Regions from separate parts of the Mus musculus genome. Here region 1 is linked to region 2. Evidence: chromatin contacts called from public Hi-C data. All regions are on one chromosome and are shown on one strand. Each heading gives the region's core, a stretch centred on a gene start, on an enhancer-like site or on the middle of the called end of the contact. The rest is flanking DNA. Distances are from core to core; before and after follow the strand shown.

Evidence for each region. A called contact is a pair of places that touch in the nucleus more often than the background predicts.
Region 1: a Hi-C map of bone marrow-derived macrophages shows a contact between it and region 2, with 17 read pairs. The contact joins two enhancer-like sites. A contact is called at or near these places in 2 of 15 datasets of contacts at CTCF or cohesin (large pre-B cells and pro-B cells), 1 of 484 Hi-C or Micro-C datasets (bone marrow-derived macrophages) and 2 of 115 datasets of contacts at active chromatin or transcription factors (T-cell acute lymphoblastic leukemia and large pre-B cells).

Annotation. Positions count from the first base shown.
Region 1 is chr15:59,926,137-59,933,265 of GRCm38.p6, forward strand. It overlaps the pseudogene Gm7708. Among named protein-coding and RNA genes, the nearest start is that of 4933412E24Rik, 87 kb to the right of the region's middle. Within about 2 kb of position 4,470, at least 1 of the 459 cell types and tissues checked has an H3K27ac peak or open chromatin away from gene starts, as enhancers often do. A contact at or near this core is called in bone marrow-derived macrophages, where this site is marked.
Region 2 is chr15:59,393,006-59,400,265 of GRCm38.p6, forward strand. The region is part of intron 2 of Nsmce2 (NSE2/MMS21 homolog, SMC5-SMC6 complex SUMO ligase); the gene reads left to right. Among named protein-coding and RNA genes, the nearest start is that of Nsmce2, 22 kb to the left of the region's middle. Within about 2 kb of position 4,981, at least 47 of the 459 cell types and tissues checked have an H3K27ac peak or open chromatin away from gene starts, as enhancers often do. A contact at or near this core is called in bone marrow-derived macrophages, where this site is marked.

The sequences.
Region 1 (7,129 bases), core at 3,220-5,719, 530 kb after region 2:
AGTGATGAGGTCTTGTGGGTGGGGCTTGCACTGAGTGGATTAGCACCCTAATGAAAGAGCCCCCCCCCCCAAATCTATTTGTCTTATTCCGTTCACTAGATGAGGATAACCAAAAGGCCCTGTCTAAGAGGAAAGGGTCTCATTTGATTGCCCGGCCCTTGGGTATTCCAGTTACTAGACCCGTTTCAACCAACCATTATTAACTGGCTATAAATTACTCAGCCCTAGGTTATGCTTTTTTTTTTTTTTTTTGGTCAGTGCAAACAGACTAAGACAGGGCAGAGGAGGGAAGAGACAAAGTGAGTAGATTAGGATCCTAGAGTAAATACAGACTCTGAGCTCTAAGATGGCAGAACCTGAAGTAAGCTTGGAGATCAGACATTCTTAATGATTCATTTTACTGACAATAGACAATTAACTGATACCTAATAACCTTTTAGTCCTGTGTTCATGTGGTTACATGCACCACATACTCTATTATTTGATTTTTAAAAATATTTATCCATTTATATGTGTACAAATGTTGTGCCTGCATGTATGTAAATGTAGCATATGGCTGCCCCCAGACATCAGAAGAGGGTGCTGAATCCCCTGAAACTAGAGTTGGGAATTATCGTAAGCTAGCATGTAGATGCTAAGGAACTAAAGCCAGGTCCCCAGGCAGAGCAGCAAGTGCTTTTAACTGCTGAGCCATGGCTCCGGCTTCTGCATTATCTGATTTTGAGTTTAGCCATGGCACTTTATGTTAGGATCCTATGTCTCAAGGGAAAAAAAAGTCACATGCAGATTTAAGGAAATTCTGAGGCAAAAAACTAACTACTGATTTTCTGGTGAGAACTAGAGTCCAGCTCTCCTAACCTCCAGCATCTTTATTTACTAAGCTGTATGGGTTGTTTATTTACTTCTTAATGTGTGTATGTGTGAGAGAATGCAGGTGCGCGAATGCCATGGTAAGACTATAGAGGTCAGAGGACAACTCTCAGGAGCTGGCTCTCTCTTGCCACCCTGTGGGATCCAAACTCAGGCTTACCATCTGTGCCATCTCTCTGGCCCTACATTTGGATTTGAATGGCTTGTGACTTTTAATGTCCTGAGCCAGGTCCCATAAGACACTTGGTTTTGAGCTTCTCTCTGTGTCTTCCTATTATCCCAGGGTTTATAATAGTCAACAAAGCTATATAAGAGAGTGTAAAATATCTATCACTCATTTGCATGATCCTATGTAAAACCTCATGCACTTTGTATGCATAAAATCTTTTAGGGTCACCAGGCAAGATAGCTCAGCAGGTAAAGGTGCTTGTTGCCCAATGGTGCATTGAGACATGCTAATCCTTGCAGCCCATGTTTACCCATGGAAGGAGAATACCAACTCCATGAAGTTGTTCTCTGACCTCCTTACACATACTGTGGCATGTGTGCCTGCCTGCATACATACACACAATAGTAACAAAATGAAAGGAAACCTTTAAATTCTCCAAAGAGTACTGCAGTCAAAAATATTCTCATTAGATAGTCACTGATACAAAGATTCATAACTCAAGTGCTTTGAGCACCTTGGATAAAGTAAGAAGAGAAGGATGGGGATGTTAAACATGCCAGCATCATAAAAATGGTCAGAGTCAAAACAAGGGCTCACAGTAGAGCTGCTCCGTCCTCACTGCATTGTCATAGCAATGGTTGCTATTTTATTCACCCTCTTTGAATACCAGAACTCTCTGTGATCTTGGCTTCTCTCTTCATACTACATCACAGCATTCAGGAGCCTGAGAAAAGCTTTTTCTAATAATTGTCATGCCATCAGAGTCAGTAGAGAGAGGTTTCTTTGTAGAGGATGAAACTGGCTGCCCATTTGGGGAAGAGCGATGTGCTGTGTTTAGGGTAGCTGTTTCGATGACAATGATCTCCTTTCTCCATGTTCATTTTTTTTGGTTGAGAATGGACATAGATTATGAGTCTAGACATCAGGGACATGCAGAAGCTGAGCCAATTAGTGATGTGGTGGCAATTATATCTGGGCATCTGAAGTGACTTACGGTGTCAGCACCACGAATGACTGTTCCCTGCAAGGATGTTTTTATAAGGCAAGAGGAAGAGGTCCTTCAGAAGAAGCCTAGCCGTGAAAGTAAAAGGTTTGATACCTTGCCATTCTAACGGCTTCATAACAGGTTCTATAGGTCACTGAAGTCTGGATCTCTTTGCTTGAAGATACAATGACAATTTAATACTTAGGAACTCTGGATTTGACTTTTAGGTGCTTCCTGAGACTGGCAGTGGGTTCTTGTACTTCTGTCCACAGGGGTTGTGATTCAATGGTTTACCCACACTCTGTAGGTATTCAAGAAATATTGGATAGGAGATGGAAAAATTGTGACTTGCTCTAAATTAGGTATTGCAGGTGTTAACACTTGGGATTACAGACTGATCTTGCTTATAATTCTTATTCTTCCAGGGACTCACAGAGTGGGAGATAGGAGATAAGGAGAAAAATGGCCAATGCAAACATTCACATTAGCTTTCAAGAGAAGAGAGGGTTAGAAGCCATACTATGATATTAGTATTTGCCTCATCAAATCAGTATTATCCCTTCTTATTCTACTGGAACTATTGGGAGCCCTCATCTCTCATCCAATCATCATCATCATCATCACCATTGCACATCACTCCCTTATTATACTGATCTGGAAAGAGATTTAATAGCTATATCCAAAACAAGTTCTGACCCCACATGGTAGGGTCAAGCACCTGGAACATGGTTCACGCAGTGAGAGATAAATTCTTGCACTTGATCAACAGGGTAGAGGGATCCTAACACACAGCAAGGAGAACAAAGCGTTTACCCCATGACTTATGTTCTGGTGACCACATGGGACCAATTTCAACTACCATTTGAAACCACAGAGAGAGTTTTGTGTGCTGATATGTTTTTTTTTCTTCTTCTTCAAATTTTTAGTAAAAGTAAATGTAACACACAGGATTGTCAGGATCGATCCCACCCTTCTGGGGCCAGTAGCTCCTTTAGAGTCAGAGAGGAAGTATCTTTTAAATCACCATGCAAGTTACTTTCGGAAATTACCACAGTCCCCTGTTCTCTAACTGCAGAAGAGTGCGGACAGGTCCAGGGACAACATTGTGTCACAGCTCCTCCCCATTGGTCGTGTCCCTGAGCGCTTCCTAAGCAGACCCTTAACAAACAAAGGGCAAAGGAAGACTATAATTACCACGTCTCAGCTCTACTGGTCCAGGGAGTCACTGCTGAATGTGGACCAAGAACCTGCACCCCCAGAGGTGTTATTCTGACTAGATGCTATGAAGGGAGAGGGTGCAGGGCATAGAATCCCAAAATAAAAACGAGAGGCACAGTGCCCCATCTCCAGATCATAAAGAGGTAGTCAGTGTGGTGGGTGCTGGGGAGGGGTGCAGGAGGCACGAGCAGGCAGGCAGGGTGCTCTTCAGAATGGAGTCTGCCTACTCACCTTCACTTCTTCACCTTTCCTGAGCAGCCATATCTTCCATGGCTTTACGCACAGTCTCTATGTCTCAGGAACTGCATGGGTTTGTTGAGCTTTGACTTTCTGCCCAATTTATAAACAATGGGAAGGCCAGTTGGTAGGTTCAGTTCCATGACGGCCTCTTCAGATGCTTGATGATACTCTGAAGGTGTTGGCATGGACCACATCAGGACCTTTCCCCCTTGATCTGGGGGACAATTTCTTCAGTCCAGAAGGGCAATGCTCTGGCAATAGTGTCCTTCATGCTGTCACAGGAGGGTAGCGGGTCCTCAGTAAGGTCTGTGTTCCTTACTGATGTCTTCATAGAGGGGATGACTGGGATCTATTGGAGGGGTTGGAGGCATTGTGAGATCGTCTCCAGATCTGCACCAGCTCCTCACCATGCTTGGCAGTAGTTCCTGCTCTATTGAGACCAGTCAGACCCCATTGTGTCACTCACTGAGGCATCAGCTCCCTCCTGGACACTGGCAGCCACATCTGGACTATCCAGACTGATCCAGATTACTCTCTTCTGCACGGAGGTGAAGCAAATGTCAAATTCATAGTCAGCATCTCGCAATGTCTGCCTGTTGTACTTCACCTCCAAGCTGTTCTCTGGGTTCCATGTGCTCTGTGCTGGATCAGCGACAGCTTGTAGGTGGTCATGGCCGTGGCAGGGGATGCTGCTGTGATTCTCATCCCTTTTATTGTTATTGTTATTGTTATTATTATTATTATTATTATTATTATTATTATACAGTACTATCCAGGGATGGAACCCAATGCCTCAGCCTTGTTAGGCAACCATTCTATTACTGATCTATATCCCGGACTCATTTATTACACAATAAAATGTTTATAGTCATATTTTGAGCTGGACTTAAAATTCACATCTTGTGAAGGTCAAGATTCCACTAGAACATGATTAAGTGACTAAGTAAGTTAATGGAATGGGCGACTCTGCCCAGATTATTCAGCCTCACTGAAGAAAGCGTGAAGAGGAAATGGCGTGGCTTCCTTCCTCATGCATTTCTGAGACTGTGACTGATGGCCTGCTTTTAGTTTCTTTTTTTTTTCTTCCTGACACGAAGAAAGTTCATACCCAAAAGGACAATATGGGAGAGAAAATGGTTTTTCTGAGAAGCTGTGATGTTTCAATTTATGGGCTAACTTGGCCAGACAACGGGTGCCCAGAAAACTGCTTAAAATTTCTTCTCAATATGTCTGTGATTAGACATTACTGACACTACTGCGCATGACTGAATGTGATTAGAACAGAAGTTAGTAGACAGGGAAAAAACAGATCACTTTCTAACCTAGCACCAATAAGTAGACCTGCTCCATGCCCTTGAAGTTCTAAATAGAATATAAGGCATAGGAAGGAGAGAACCACGCTCTCTGCTTCACTGCTTTTGACACAGTCCTCTGTATAAGAAACAGCACCTAGGCTGTTGGCTTGCTGCTCTCAGACTTCCCGGCTCTAACTGGAATTGTGTCCCCTAGAACCTCTCCATCGTATAGGCAGCAGATCATAAGACTGACCTCTCACAATCTGCATTACAAGATACTGTTCTTCATTAAGGATTTGACTTTCTGGATAATCTTGGTTCATGTAGAACCTTATATATGTAAGTGATGGTTGATACTGATTATCAACTTGACCGGATCTGGAATTACACACAAGACAAGTCTTTGGGTGTGTTTGGGGGAGTTTTCTTGATTGGATTCATTAAGGTAGGAAGAATCACCCCAGTTGTGGGCAGCACCATACCAAATGCTGATGTCCTGGACTGAATGAAAAAAAGGCAACTGTTCTACCAGAATTTCTTGGTCTTTGGTCTTTGCATCTTGACTGCAGAGACAAAGTGACCTCCTATTACAGCAGGCCATGGAGATGAGCTGGCTATTTTTCCATTAACAAACAAACAAACAAACCAACAAACAAACAAACCAACCAACCAACCAACCAACCAACCAACCAACCAACCAACCAACCAACCAACCAACCTTTCTTTCCTTGAGTTGCTTCTTGTCAGGCATCAAGCACCATGGGAATTAACTAAATGCACGAAATGGGGAGAGGCGGTAAACCAGAACTATAGTGAATGGTCTTTTGTTAGTGCCAGAACTGGTTCTAATCCTAACCTTGCTGATGATCAGATGTGTGAGGTTGGGCACTGGACTCTCCTGAGTACCCTAGCTGCTTTTTCTGCTAAACGAGCATCAGCTTCAGAGTAGAGGTTTCTGTTTGCCACCCAATATCCACATGGCCTTTTATGCTTTCTAATCAGTCTCCTGTCCGTACGGAAGCCAATCACGGCAACAGTTTTGGAATGGAATACTTTCCTGGTCAAGGAGACACAGGCACAATTTTGTTTGCCAGTGCATCTGGATCTGAGGTTTGGAGCTATTGTGATCATGCTGTGGCCTCGAGGAGTCAGGGTGTCTGAGCACAGTAGAGGAGATGCAGAAGCATTGGGGCCCTTTCTTAGTGTCACCAGCAAATTAACCAATCACAGAGTCACCAACCTCTGGACTTCCTGTGCTATCAGAACTTTCTTTATGGGTTAAACTCCATGGGATGGCCTTTCTGCTTCCTAAAACTGAAAGACTCTTAAGCCATATATACTCAGTATTGTTTGAGTTCCGTGGGTAGTGAATAAATTAGCCCATATAAAAGCCTTCACACATGGCTTGGCATTCAGTAAAGAATCAATAAATCTTAGCTTTAATATAAATATGACAAAACCCATTATGTTCACCACTGGGGATGGCTTAAGTATAATTCTGTTTAATTCAGGTTTTCAGAAGATTTTACAAGACAGGAAAATAAAAGAGGTGATTTTTATTTCGCTTCACACTTATCGCTAAACTCCTATCCCAGAGGGTTGGTTTTTTATCATTTTTACTGTGACCAGCAAGCATGGGAAAGCGCCTCTTCTACTTCATGCTAGCTGACTGTGATAGTTAACTTTGATCGTCAACTTGATTGCATTAAGAAATCCTTGGGCCATTATAGAGGTATGTCTTTGGGTATCATGTAGATGTTTCCAGAGAAGATTAACTGATGGGGATTCCTCCGCTATCTCACTGAGTGAAGTCGTGGGCTGAGAAAAAAGAGAAAAGCAACCGAATGCTTCTATTATTCTTCTTTTGCCTCCAGATCCACAGAAGTGAGCGTGTAGTCTTTCTGCTGGCCCCAGTAATAGTCTTTTGTGACTCCTCTATAGAGAAGGAATGTATCTCTTGAACTTGACTTAAAACACTTCCTTTCTCATAGTTGCCTCCTGTAGTGAATTTACTCCTAACATCAAGCAAAAAATAATTTACTAGTATCTGGAATTATGCTTTAAAACAAAATTTTTCCGGTAAGCAAATTAGGCAATCATTCCGTTTTGTGTTTCTGACTAGAAGGTCTTTAAAATAGTATTCTGGTGTCAAAACATTTTGATGTTGGCTGAGGTTCCATTCCGAAGTGCTTTCTAAAATGTGCTGTAGGCATCTGGGAAGGTTCCTCCCCTATTCCTTAGTAACATATAATAGTTTTCTAGTTTGAAACAATTAAATCATTTGTCTGTGTTATGCTGGGTTGTCTAGGATTTCCTGGATGTGTTTCATCTCAAATTTTGAGTTCTCTGAGC
Region 2 (7,260 bases), core at 3,731-6,230:
GTGCCTATACTTAAAGGTTTCAGAGAGATGGGGGAAATCCTATACTGTGTGGAAGGAGGCCTCGTTAATATGTGACTTGAGCTAGATGACTCGGACCACAGTCAGGGTGTTTTAGATTGTGACTAGCATTGGGGAAGAGGCAGATTTGGCTCTGTGTGAGGGCTGTGTAAGGGCAACAACTTACAGGGCTGGCTCATTAGCTCTTAGCTATAGCATCTGCACCTGGAGACTCTGGGTTCTGATATAGTGCTTAGGCAAAGTACAACATGATACTGTACAGTACAGTACAGTACTGTAGAGTATCATATAAAACTTATTTAAATTGTTTATTTGAACTTGTTTGGTTTTCATTATTAGGTAATTGTTAATTTTTTAAAAAATTGATTGATCACCAATTACTTCTTGGCCCATGCTTTGAAAAGGTTAATTAGCAGCTACGGCAAATAAGAATAAATGCAAAGATTGGGAAAGCTACGTGGTAGTAAGCAAGGTATTTCTAATTAGTAGATTATTGGTATGTGTGACAGAAAAAAGAATCAGACCTCTTCCTTTACGACAGAACCCCGGTCTATATGTCAGGATGCACACATCTCTTACAAAAGATGTATAGGTGATCTATGATTAACAATTATTTGTATGCATGAGTGAGTATGAACATGGGTAAGTGCATGTGCAGTGTTCCAGAAAGAACACTGGCCCCTCTGGAGCTCTGTGAGGTGATTGTCAGCTGTGTAATGTGCGTGCTGGGAACCAAACTTAGGACCTCTGCAGGAGCAGTGTGTGCTCTTACCCACGGAGCAACCCCCTCTCTAGACTCTGTATTTATGCATCTCAGTTATCAATAGCTATCTCAATAGATTGTCCATGTTTGATCATTTCTTTCCCCATGACCACAGACAGCACTTGGCACTTCCTCTCCAAATAGGCCGTCCATCTGTGCAAAACTGCTGACCAGCGCTTACAGGACTGTGGTGTCACTGGCTACATCCTTCCATATGCACCCTAGTCATAGAGACCTCCTCAAGGGGCCCTGTGTGTGCTCTGTGGACTTCCTTTTCCTCTCCCTGAGGTGTCCTCTCCCTTCTGAGTGCTGGTGGTATGCCTGTTGGTCACGCTCGGCTGAGGTTCAGTGCCACATCTTTCTTCTTTGCTTCCTCTGTGTATGCTGTACACTTACTCAGCCGAGCAGCCGAGCACTTCTTTTCTCCGAGTTCTTTTCTCGTGCCCATTCACAGCACTAGACAGACAGGGAGGCTTGAAAAGGCCACTTAGTTATGTTCAGTTTTGCATGTTTTGGCGTTGTGTTCCAAAGTATATTTTGTACTAGACTCAGCTGAGGAGTACCTGTAAACAACCTACAAACAGATGCTGGTTGGTCAGCAGTGAACTGGGCTTGGTTGATTCCTGTTCTAGATGAACATTTTTCTGTTATAGTCTCTTCTCATATCTGTAACAGATTAAAATTTTGTAGACTGAAAATATAAAATAGTTTTGGAGAGAATAGCAGAAATGTTCCTATGGACCAGCAGAATGGCTGGATGCACTGGCCATGAAGCCGGACACCTGAGTTTATCTCTGGAAACCCCATTGTGGAAGGAGGGAACTGGTTCCAACAAGTTGTCCTCTGACATCCACATGTGCAATCCTCCCTCCACCCCCCACAGTTGTTTTTACAAAGAAATGATTTTTCCATGTTCATATGTATGATTTACTGGTCGGTTAATTTCTAGTAGAAATTATTTTTTACAAAGAGCATTATAGCTGCTGCCATGCCATAGATTACTGACAAATCTTACTTTTGAAGTTAATTTAGATTCAGGTATATTTATACTGAAGCTTATGTGTGTTAATGCTTTATTTTGCAAAAACCTGCTACATGTCTGTAGTTTCACTCTTATTTGTTTACTCTCTATCTGGCAAGGGCTATTCTAGTAATATAAAGTAATTCCACTGCTTTTAGACCTTATTCCAGACTTATTCTCTCTTAACAGTTTGATGAAAATAACCTGACATTGATGGAAGAGATAGCTAAAGTCAGAGGGGTAAAGTGGCTTGCCTGAAGCCACAGAGTACGTTCATATTCCATTAGCTTCTGTTGTGCTGAATTGAATGTATGTATAACAAATTCACACACATGTATGTGTGTATATATCAGCTTGCTCTTTATTAATCCTAATTGCCTTTGTATAAACAGTTAAGTTAGTAAATAATAAATTTATAAATATGGTATGTAGATTCTTTTTTGAAGAAATTTTATGGGCAGAGTGTTTGTTTAAAATTTGTTTTAATGGAATTTTCCATAAGCTTAATTGTCTTAATTAGGGTTTTATTGCTGTGAAGAGACACCGGACCATGGCAACTCTTATGAAGGAAGACATTTAGTTGGGACTGGCTTCCAGTTTTAGAAGCTTAGTCCATTACTGTCATGGCAGGAAAAATGGCAGTGTGCAGCGGACATGGTGCTGGAGAAAGAGTTGAGAGTTCTACATCCAGATTTGCAAGCAGCAGGAAGTGTATTGATCTATTAGACCTAGCTTGAGCCTCTAAGACCTCAGCCCCACCCCCAGCAACACAACTTCTTCAAGACCACACCTACTTCAAGGCCACACCTCCTAATAATGCCACTCCCTATAGGCCATGCATTCAAACACATGCATGTATGGGGCCATTCTTTATTATTATTTTTTTATTAGATATTTTCTTTATTTACATTTCAAATGTTATCCCCTTTCCTAATTTCCTCTCCAAAAATCCCCTTTCCTCTCCCCTGTTCCCCTGCTCCCCAACCCACCCACTCCTGCTTCCTGGCATAGGCATTCCCCTATACTGGGGCATAGAACCTTCACAGGACCAAGGGCCTCTTCTTCCATTGATGACCGACTAGGCCATCCTCTGCTACATATGCAGTTAGAGCCATGAGTCTCTCTGTGTGTTTTCTTTGGTTGGTGGTTTAGTCCCAGGGAGTTCTGGGGTTACTGGTTAGTTCATATTGTTGTTCCTCCAAGGGGGCTGCAAACCCCTACAGCTCCTTTAGTACTTTCTCTAGATCCTTCATTGGGGACCCTGTGCTCCATCTAATGGATAACTGTGTGCATCCACTTCTATATTAGTCAGGCATGGCAGAGTCTCTCAGGAGACAGCTATATCAGGAGACAGCTTCTTGCTATTATAAATAAGGCTGCATTGAACATAGTGGAGCATGTGTCTTTATTACAAGTTGGGGCATCTTCTGGGTATATACCCAGGAGTGGTATCTCTGGATCTTCTGGTAGAACTATGTCCAATTTTCTAAGGAACCACCAAACTGATTTCCAGAGTGGTTGTACCAGCTTGCAATCCCAGCTCGCCAGCATCTGCTGTCAACTGAGTTTTTGATCTTAGCCATTCTGACTGGTATAAGGTGGAATCTCAGGGTTGTTTTGATTTGCATTTCCCTGATGATTAAGGATGTTGAACATTTTTTTAGGTGCTTCCTAGCCATTCAGTATTCCTCAGTTGAGAATTCTTTGTTTAGCTCTGTACCCCATTTTTAATAAGGGTTATTTGGTTTTCTGGAGTCCAACTTCTTGGGTTCTTTATATATATTGGATATTAGCCCCCTATGTGAATTAGGACTGGTAAAGATCTTTTCGTATGGGGCCATTCCTACTCAAACCACCATATCAGTCTATTTTTCCTTTAGTCTTTCCTCCAGCCATCTAACAGTCCATTAGCCTTTTCGTTTTTGTAATTTGTCCATTTTATTATCTACCCATGTAAAATGTATAATGTAGTGGGGTTTTTAAAATTATATTCATGGATACACATAACCGTTACCACAATCATTTCAAAACCACAACCCCTGGCAAGGTGTGATATTATATACTTATAATTTCATTACTCAAGAGACTGAGGCAGGAGTATTGTGAGTTCAAGGACAGCCTGGGCTGTATAGTGATGAGAGGAGAGGAGACCAACAAGAAAGGAAGTGAGGAAGGGAAAAGAAAGGAAGCAGACCCTGCGTCCTTTAGCATTGCACGCCAGTCTCTCCAGGAGCCACTGATCTACTATGGCTCTATAGCTGTGGAGTTACCTGTTTCAGACATTTCATATAGAAGTGAATTTTATATAAAATGTGGTTTTTTGTGGTTGGAGTGTTCTTGTTTTCAAGCAAGGTTCATCTGTGTTGTTAGATCCATCAGCATTTAATCAGTTAGCACTTCATTTATTTTTATAGTTTAATAATACTCCATTATGTAGTATGTAGCTATACCACATTTTGTAGATCTACCAGTTGGTGGACCCTGGGTTGTTAATATTACTAAATTATTCTTGGATGCTTGTGCTTTGAACGAGGAATGCCCTCACTAGGCTCAGGTATTTGCATTACTTGGTCCCCAGTAGGTGGTGCTGTTTGGAGAGGTTTAGGAGGTGCAGTCTTGCTGGAGGATGGATGTCTCAGGGCTTCCAGATTTTATAGCCTATCCCTGCTTCCAGTTTGCTTTCTCTACTTCTCTCTTGCAATGTGAGCTCTCACCTTCTTGGCACCATGCTTGCAGGTGGCTCCCTGATGTCATGCCTCCCAGCCGAGATGGATTCAAATCCTCTGGGACCAGAGCCCAGATAAGCTTTTGGTCACATGGTGCTGTGTGTAGCACAGCAGCAAATGTAACTATTAATTGTGCTGCTCAGCATCCATTCTCACGTTAGTATCTCAGCATGGTTTCAGTTGGCATTTATGTAATGATGTCATATGCTTTTGGGCTCTTAGAGAAATCTCTGGAGAAGTGCCTATTCATATCCTGTGCACTTTTAAATCCAGTGTCTAAGTTCTTTATATATTCTAGAGAAAAGTCTGATATAAGACATGATCTGCTGGTATTTTTCCTATTGTGTGCTGCATTTTACTTTCTTGATAGTGTTCATTGAAGTATGCAAGGTTGTGATCTTGCGGGAGTCCAGCTGTGTGGATTTGCTGTTTTCGTGGTATGCCTTCCCCTGATAGAGCTTAGCATCAAGCTTGAAGCAGTCCTATTCATGTGTGCTGAGTATGAGTTTTGAGCTGGGACTCATTTGATGACTAGTTCTCTAAAGGTGCTGTGATGAAAACCTTTTCCCAGCAACCATGTGGAACCCTGGAGTTGGTGGGAATTGTAGATGAGAGAGCCTTCAGGACAGGCTTCACATGGGCTGTTGCAGGTTAAAGGTGAGTAGCTGTTTCATGTACTAGAAACAGACTGGAAAAGATTGATGAGTATTTGTCCTGATATGAAAGCTGACAAACCTGCCTGTAAGCTTCATGGCTGCTTGAGAGGTAGGAAACCCCTAAGTCAAAGACAGCAGCTTTTGTTGTTATACCTCAGATAGTATGCCTGTTCTGGTTTACCTTCCTGTCTCCATGCCTCATGGTTTCTGGAGCTGATATGGGAGAGCCCAGGAGGGTTGAGGTCACAACTAAGGAACCTCAGGCTCAGGGGTCCAGTTTTTGGAAGTAGACGCCATCTTAGTCTTGTGAGATCTTGCTCTTACATAAGCATCCTTGTAAAGATGGACTGGGACAGAAGGGCACATGGCACCTTTGCTCCCAAGATGTTCAGAATGAGTGAGAAATGACTTGCTCCCTAGAACCTGACACATTCAGGGAGCTGCAAGTGCTTCAGGGTGAAGATTAACTTCAGCTGAGGCCTTTCCAGGCTGTTGCCACCACCAGTGGTGAAAGCTTCAGCACTTTTCTTTGGAGATGAACTTTGTCCAAGATGCAGGAGAGGCCAGGTGAGATGAAGAGAGGGGTCCTCCTCTGTCCCCAGAGGGAACATAATCCTTTGGTTGTCTGGATGGGGTAATGTTGGGCTTTCAGAACTACAGAATCATGCACTGGCTGCCCACTTTAGTATCATTGTGACTTTAACTTTCAGGTTATTTTCCTTTATAAGTAGTGATGATGTAAAATAGCAGTGAATGTCTTGTAGGGTCCTTAACCATCCACCCATCCACATCTCCCTAACACCTGCCGTATTTGGAGTTGCTGTAAAGTATTAAGGAATGTATCTAAAATGCTCTTTACAGAGCTGGTACATAATATTCATATTGGTCAGTTGCTTTGTTTTTGCTGTAATTATTTGAGCATTTGAAAAGATGGATCCTGTAGAGCCTTAGGGTCAGAATTGACTTTGTACAAAAATACATCCGTGAATTAAAATGCAAATTCTCTATTAGCCTAGATGATTGCTTCATCTCTTAGAGCTTGCTTTTTCCTGCATGTGAAGACTTGAAGTGACTGCCTTTTTGTGGTTATTCTGGGTTTGAGACAGTTATTTCCTTTGTTGTTTAGGGTTTACTTTGAACTATGGTCTTGCTGTGTTGCCCAGGTTAGCCTCCAAAGCTACGTAGGCTCAAGTGATCTTCTTTCTCAGCTACCTGGCTGGAGTACAGACACATGCTACTCTGCTGTATTAAGCTCCTCACTTTAAAGGCGGCCCTGGGCAGAGACTGGCTACATGTGTGTGTGTTTCATTGGTATTCTGCTGAGTACTTAGTTTTAAGTCACTGGGTGCTCTCTAACCAGTGTCTTATTTACATGCAAACAAAATTACACTAAATAACAGATTTTTTTTTTGCAGTCTCTTTTGTCCCATTTTGCAGACTGTTCTTTTAGAAAGTATCCTTTTTAAATTTTGGAATAATAATAGACTTACAAACACTTGGAATGAGAGTTCCCAAATGTCTCTACCCACTGCCCTTACTTGCTCAGACCTTAGTGCATAGTACATTTATCAAAGCTACATAAAACATTGGTGTGTTATTGCAGACTAAACTTCTGTTTTAGTAACATTTTTTCAGTGGCCCTTTTTCTTTTTTTTATATTTATTTTATTTGTATGAGTACACTGCAGCTGTCTTCAGACACACCAGAAGAGGGCATCAGATTCCATTACAGATGGTTGTGAGCCACCATGTGGTTGCTGGAATTTGAACTCAGGACCTCTGGAAGAGCCGTTGGTGCTCTTAACCTCTGAGCCATCTCTCCAGCCCCAGTGTCCCTTTTCAATACATTGTCCAGGATGCAGTCCTGGCTGCCACATTGCATTTAGTCACTTCTTGAGTTGTATAACCTTTTTCTTTTCCCTTAAAAAAAAAAAGTTTGACTTTGTGTGAAATGTCCCTCAGTTGGAGTTTAATGTTTTTCTTATGAGTTAAGGGCAATTTTATGTTTTTAGAAGAAGATGACAGAAGCCAAACTCCTAATCACATTCCGTGAGGGACTCAGCATGCTACCCTACAC